Linked DNA regions of Arachis hypogaea: region 2 is linked to region 1. Evidence: chromatin contacts called from public Hi-C data. All regions are on one chromosome and are shown on one strand. Each heading gives the region's core, a stretch centred on a gene start, on an enhancer-like site or on the middle of the called end of the contact. The rest is flanking DNA. Distances are from core to core; before and after follow the strand shown.

Evidence for each region. A called contact is a pair of places that touch in the nucleus more often than the background predicts.
Region 2: a contact with region 1 is called in a Hi-C map of leaf, with 2.6 times the contacts expected there. The contact joins the promoter of LOC112777393 here to the enhancer-like site in region 1. A contact is called at or near these places in 3 of 8 Hi-C or Micro-C datasets (leaf and an unstated tissue).

The regions. Positions count from the first base shown.
Region 1 is chr19:63,164,620-63,167,596 of arahy.Tifrunner.gnm2.J5K5, forward strand. No RefSeq gene overlaps it. Among protein-coding and RNA genes, the nearest start is that of LOC112777226, 10 kb to the right of the region's middle. Within about 2 kb of position 1,647, at least 3 of the 3 cell types and tissues checked have open chromatin away from gene starts, as enhancers often do.
Region 2 is chr19:63,324,232-63,327,182 of arahy.Tifrunner.gnm2.J5K5, forward strand. It overlaps LOC112777393 (homeobox-leucine zipper protein ATHB-12), which reads left to right and starts at 1,520. Exons shown (of 9, transcript XM_072227404.1): 1 at 1,520-1,921; 2 at 2,078-2,303; 3 at 2,431-2,544.

The DNA.
Region 1 (2,977 bases), core at 397-2,896:
TGCATCATCTGTACTTCAATTATATACCTCACATACCTCAATATTTTTATTCTATGTACCACGATTTTTACACTGCTGCAGTATATTCTAACCAATCTCTAACAACCATGCATCCATCGCTATACAACCTATTTCCACCATCATTTATCGTGGGTCTAACTGTCACAAAATTTTGGCCTCCTACTCTCTTATATCCTTTTCAATCTACTAATCCAAGTGATACATATAAAATTTTTAAACTACTAAAGTCTCCACAACATCATCAGTCTGACTCTATACAAATAAAAAGCATCAAAACATACAAGTGTATACGATAAGAAGGTATCTACAGCCAAGAGAAGAATTGTCTGCAATCCACATTTGTCTAAGAATATGGTCGGTGTGAATACTGTCTCTATCAAAGATAAATTTTTAAAAAATAAAAAAACTACACTAAGGATCTCACACAAATTTCTAACTGAGGAGCAAAAGACACTTTTAAAAAAGAGTACACCAAGTGGATATTCTATTAGCATGCATTCTCTAAACAACAAAAAGGCCGAGCACAATAAACGGAGAATTGAATGGTCGTCCGTAAGTTTGTATATTACAAGAATTTGCATCAATCAGCTAACTTAGTAATCTCACCAATTCTTTTATTTTGCAGTGAATCCGATTTTATTTAAGCCTCTTGCATACATGGATTTGGATGACTTAGATATTAAAATAGGAACCTATGTATTTGCACCAAATAAAAGAAGGTTATATATCTCATTATCTATCTATTAAGGCTTTAAAAAATGGTACTAAACTAATCTGTTTCATGTTTGTAGTGATGAAGTATTGGCGACAACAAATAAGTTTAGTAGAACTCGTGACAATTTCAAGTCATTAAGGTGGTAAAGTGTGACGATTTAACGAAAATGTGTAGTTCATTTAGTGTGGGTCGCGTTCTGATCGACACATGCATGTTCGATATGATCAATGAGTGGGTTCATGTTACTATTGGGACGAGCGAATTCGACGTCCTTGTGAAAGAGGTTGGTAGAGAAATGTATGGAGAAGAGTGCTTTCCGAACACAAAGGTTGAACAAAAAAATAAACGTGAAGTGGTGCCGAAATATATGCAGCATATTAAAGTAAGAAATGAAGCTAGCAGTGGTGTTGAGCCGATGGTGGCTGGATGGGATCCTGAGGCAGAACGTACGGTGGTGGAATCATTGGAACAAGACAAGGGCAAAGTCGGAATTCTATCTTGTGAATTAAATGAATGGAATTTTCAAAATTCAAAAGGCCATTATGTGAGAACCGGTTGTCCGCTGATTAATGGAAAGGAGGATGTTACGGCAATTATGGCAACTAATATGGATGAGGACTCGGACTGCACCGTATCATGCACTTATGAGGAGATCCAAAGGGGATATCCTATTTGTGGGCAGAAGAGGGAGCATTCAATTGCTAATAGGAGGATTAATAAAGGGTTATTGGCAAAAAGGCCCAAGGAAGTGGAACATAAGGGTGGCAAAAATAAAAAGGATAAGGCCCAATTGGAGGAATATGGCTTTGGAAACAATAAAAATAACGTGGCCCAGCTGGAGGAGTGTGGCCTTGGACAATCAAACCTGGTGATGGATGACCCGGTTGAAGGAGATGAGACCCGGTTGGCTGCATGTGCGCTGGAGTGCATCGTGCCGCGAGGACAAGCAGGGGAACAAGACAGGGACGGCGGGCCTACAGATAGTGCGGCGGAGGAGATGCTTACGGTTGGAGGTGAACCAAGCCGAGGCCAAGAGGAGCATGACCAGTTCACGGGTGATGCCACAATTGGAAACCAATTCGAAGGTTTTTATTGCAAAATGAGTAATATGAAGCCGGATGAGGTGGAAGGAAGAGTACAGGCTGCGGGTGATGCAAAGAGCTAGGAGTCAAACAAAGACGGGACATTGGAGGTGGGTTTGGGGCGAGTGTCGGGGTTTGGAAAAGCCATTGAACCACAAGACCGAGTAGAGGAAGGGGTAGCCACAGAAGAGGATTTACACGAAGATTCAGTGATATGCAGAGACAAGAAAATCAGGAGTTGGGAAGAGGAAATGACAGAAAATAAAGAAGCATGGAAACTGGCAGTCGAATCAGGAGCAGTACCATGCAGCGATGAGGAGGACATCATGGCAATTCTTCAGGATCAAAATGAAGCCATAGCTATAAAACGAAGACAGTCGAAGCGAAAAGAGAAATTCAGAAGAAGTCACCCAAAATGCCACAAGCAGGTGTGTAATAATCTTGGTAAATGATTTTAAGTTGTTGGAATATTAGGGGGTTGGGAGGTGTTGCAAAATCGAACATGATAAAAAAATTTAAAAATAAGTTTAGAGTAGATATGTTGGGGTTGATAGAAACAAAAAAAGAATTGCTGAACAAATATGATGTAGCTAGAATTTGGGGCAATGATAGAGCTAGTTGGGAGTGTGTTGATTCTATTGGAGCTTCGGGAGGGTTACTATTAATTTGGGATGACTCTGTATTCAAATTGTTAAATTGCTATAAAGGAGATAGGTGGTTATGTGTAGAAGGAGTGATGACCAAAGATAATTTTCACTGTGTAATTTGTTTGGTGTATGGTCCACATGTGAGAGATGAAAAACTCTCAACGTGGGAGGAATTAAGCTTTATTACAGGATTGTGTCAAATCCCGTTTTGTTACATGGGAGACTTCAATGAAATTGTGCATATAGAGGAAAGAAAAGGGGCGACCAACTTGTCAGCTTCTGCTAAGGACTTTAGAACATGGATCAATGACATGGAGTTGGTGGACTTGTCAATTAATGATAGGAAGTATACATGGTTTAGAGGTCAGTCATGCAGTCGTATTGATAGATGCCTGGTGAGCTTGGAATGGCTGGATGTGTACCTGGATACTCGTTTAAGAGGGGGCCCGAGAGGTCTCTCAGATCATTGTCCTTTGATTGTGGAAGATAGAAGAATAGCTCAAGGACCAAGA
Region 2 (2,951 bases), core at 270-2,769, 160 kb after region 1:
ATTGTTTATGCAGTTATCTTTTTTATTTCTTTTTCTTTTCTTTCCAATCATAAATACTAAAATTGGAATGCATCTTATGGTATTTGTTAATTTGCTTAGTTGAAAATACTTTTTATTCATTCCTTGCAAAGAAGGATATTGCAGCCGATTTAATGCTCAATATATTCTTTTTTGACCTTGTTTATAATGCTCTCAACTTATTTGACTTTTAAAATAAAATCTCTATGTGGCTATTTTCTCTTTCTCTGCACTTAACTACTTAAGCATTTCATATTATCTCTCATTTTAGTTTTAATTAAACTGTTTTTGTCTTCTCATTTCTGTAATTATTTGCCAGCTAAATATTTTTTGGTGGTGTTGCCAATTTTATCACTGAACGAATACTTATTCTCACTTCCAATAACAAGAGTAAAAATGTTTATATCAAATGATTATATTGCTCCCACTCTTTTAATTATGTTCAGTCTAATTTTTTTTGCTCCTTAATTTTAATCAATTTGATTTCCAACATTGTTGTATTTGTGAATTTCATTCACACCCTAGCTTTTAGCACCTTATGATCGTACCAAAAGTAAGGCATTATTAACCTAATTCCTTTTATTATATATTTAATATTAATCCTTTACACGTAAATCTGTCGATAGTTTTACTAAAACTTATAACTTCTCTAACAAGAACAAACAACCACATATTCACATACTTAATATTGATAATACATTGTAGTATTACATACAAAAGTAATTACAGAACTTACCCCTCTGAATAAAAATCTAACTAGCAAGGCGAGGGAAAAATAGATTCTAACAACTCAAGTCATAAACATATTCTTCTGTGCTCCTGCAGCTTCACAATAAGCCTTCGTACCTGTAGCTGAAAGGGGGTGGAAATAGGGGGTAAGAACTGGAGAGTTCTTAATAGGATCCGGGTGTATAGTTAATATTCATTTTATATATACTTGGTCAGCAACAAAAGTCGACAAAGTACCATCCAATTCAACAATTATAGAACATAGAATCCAATCACAAGTACACACAATCACATAAAACACAATCACAAACAAATATGCACAAAAAATATGATGCATGTCTAGTCCTATACAAACCATGAGCTCATCTGTCGGTTTCACTACAAGAAAAAGCGTATTTATCGACGCAAAAAATCGACGGCTATCTCTCCCATCGATAAATTTCGGCGGCTTGCTGTCGATATTTCAAAAAAATAAAATTTAAAAATAAAATAATAAAATCGACGGTCTGATCGTCGATTTTTTTTATGCTGCATTAACCCTGTTAAAACTATCGTCATATCGTCGGCGAACGAGGAAGACGAAAATATTTTTATTTTAAAATCGACGACCATGTCGTCTATTTTTATATTTAAAATATTGACAACAGTTCCGTCGATAAATTGGAACAGTCTAGATTGCTTCCAAAAATTAAATGAATGGTGTGGATTTAATGTATAAAATAGACAGTAAAAAACGTTGCTTTTTTTTTCAAATTAAAATCGACAACTCTACGTCGATTTTTATTGCTAAAGAAAACAATCCCGCGCCCACTTCCCGCTTCCATGTTCAGAAGCACAATTTTGGGTCAAAGGGAGCAACACAGCGACCCACCATTTCAAAAGTAGTAGCACTCAATTACTCTCTCCCTCTCTAGCGATCCTGCAGCCGAGTTGAACAAAGCCTCCATATTCTTTTCTGCATTCCTCACCAACCCTCACTCTTCGCTGCCGCTGTCACGGTTGCACCGCTGTCACTTCGTTTTCTCACGTCGCCGCGTGCTCTGTTGCTGCCGTGCCGCTGTTGCTCCCCACTGTCGCTCCTCTTGCTCGTGCCGCCGCCGCTCCTTCTCTCTGTTGCTGCCGTCGCTCCTCCTACTTTGGTCCTTTTCTGCTCTCTCTCAATCAAGCTCACAAGGTATCATTTTCTGACTATTACTGAACTCTTTCCAAAGCCAACTTCAGTTTCATTTGGAAATTTCCTATGTCAGGTGTAAACTTGACCTAATTGTAATATCGTGTTCTCTCAATTTGAAGAGAATATATAATATATGTTGCGAAATTGATAATTTAGGTTAGCTCAAGCGAGACCATAGTTTTTGCATCTCCTGAAGCATTGAGTCCTTTACAATTGAGCCTGAAGTAAGGAGAATCAAAAGACTCAAATCTCATTCGTCACACAAAATCTAGGACGAAGATCAAGTATAGATCTTCTCTAATCCTACTTCCTAGTTTCAATAGGATTTTTCTTGTATACTTGCTGCTTTGGTACAAGGAACAAGAAAATTGGAGTTCAAAAGGTAAGTGAATTGCAGTTCCAATTAAGGATCCAGCTTCCAGATTGAAGAAAATTTGAATACTTTTTACTGTTGTATCTTGGTTCTTGAATATAGTTCTTTTCTTTTTTTTTTTTGTCTTGCTGTGCAGTGAATGTAGCCGTGCTAGTTGTTCCAATAGTCAGTTCAGTGGTTGCTCTGGTGGTTGAAATTGTTATTGGGATTTATATCTGGAAACACAGATACATTCAAAAGAAAAGAAGAGGTAAGTGACTTATTAGTACCTTACTGTACTTACTTAGGAGACAATTATGTTTAAGAATGTTTACTCACTCGATCATCATTCTGGCTTCAAGGTTCATATGATGCACGTTTTGCATTTTCATAGGCTTGTATAGATATATAAATATATAATATAATATAAAGTCTCTTTGTATACTTCGCTTGAAGTTGTACTTTAGTGGCAAATTTGTTTGATGGGTTATTGTAGTTGAAATTTCTATTTTGCCTTATTTAAGAGAGATCGTTTTTACTTATTATTAGTTGTCCATGCATCATGGTCCCCTTTTGAAATATTTGTCTTTGGGTACTGTGTACTCTTTATGTGTTTAATTAATATAATGATCATAATATAAGCTAATTCATGTGTCATAATTAATCCTTGTTAAGGAA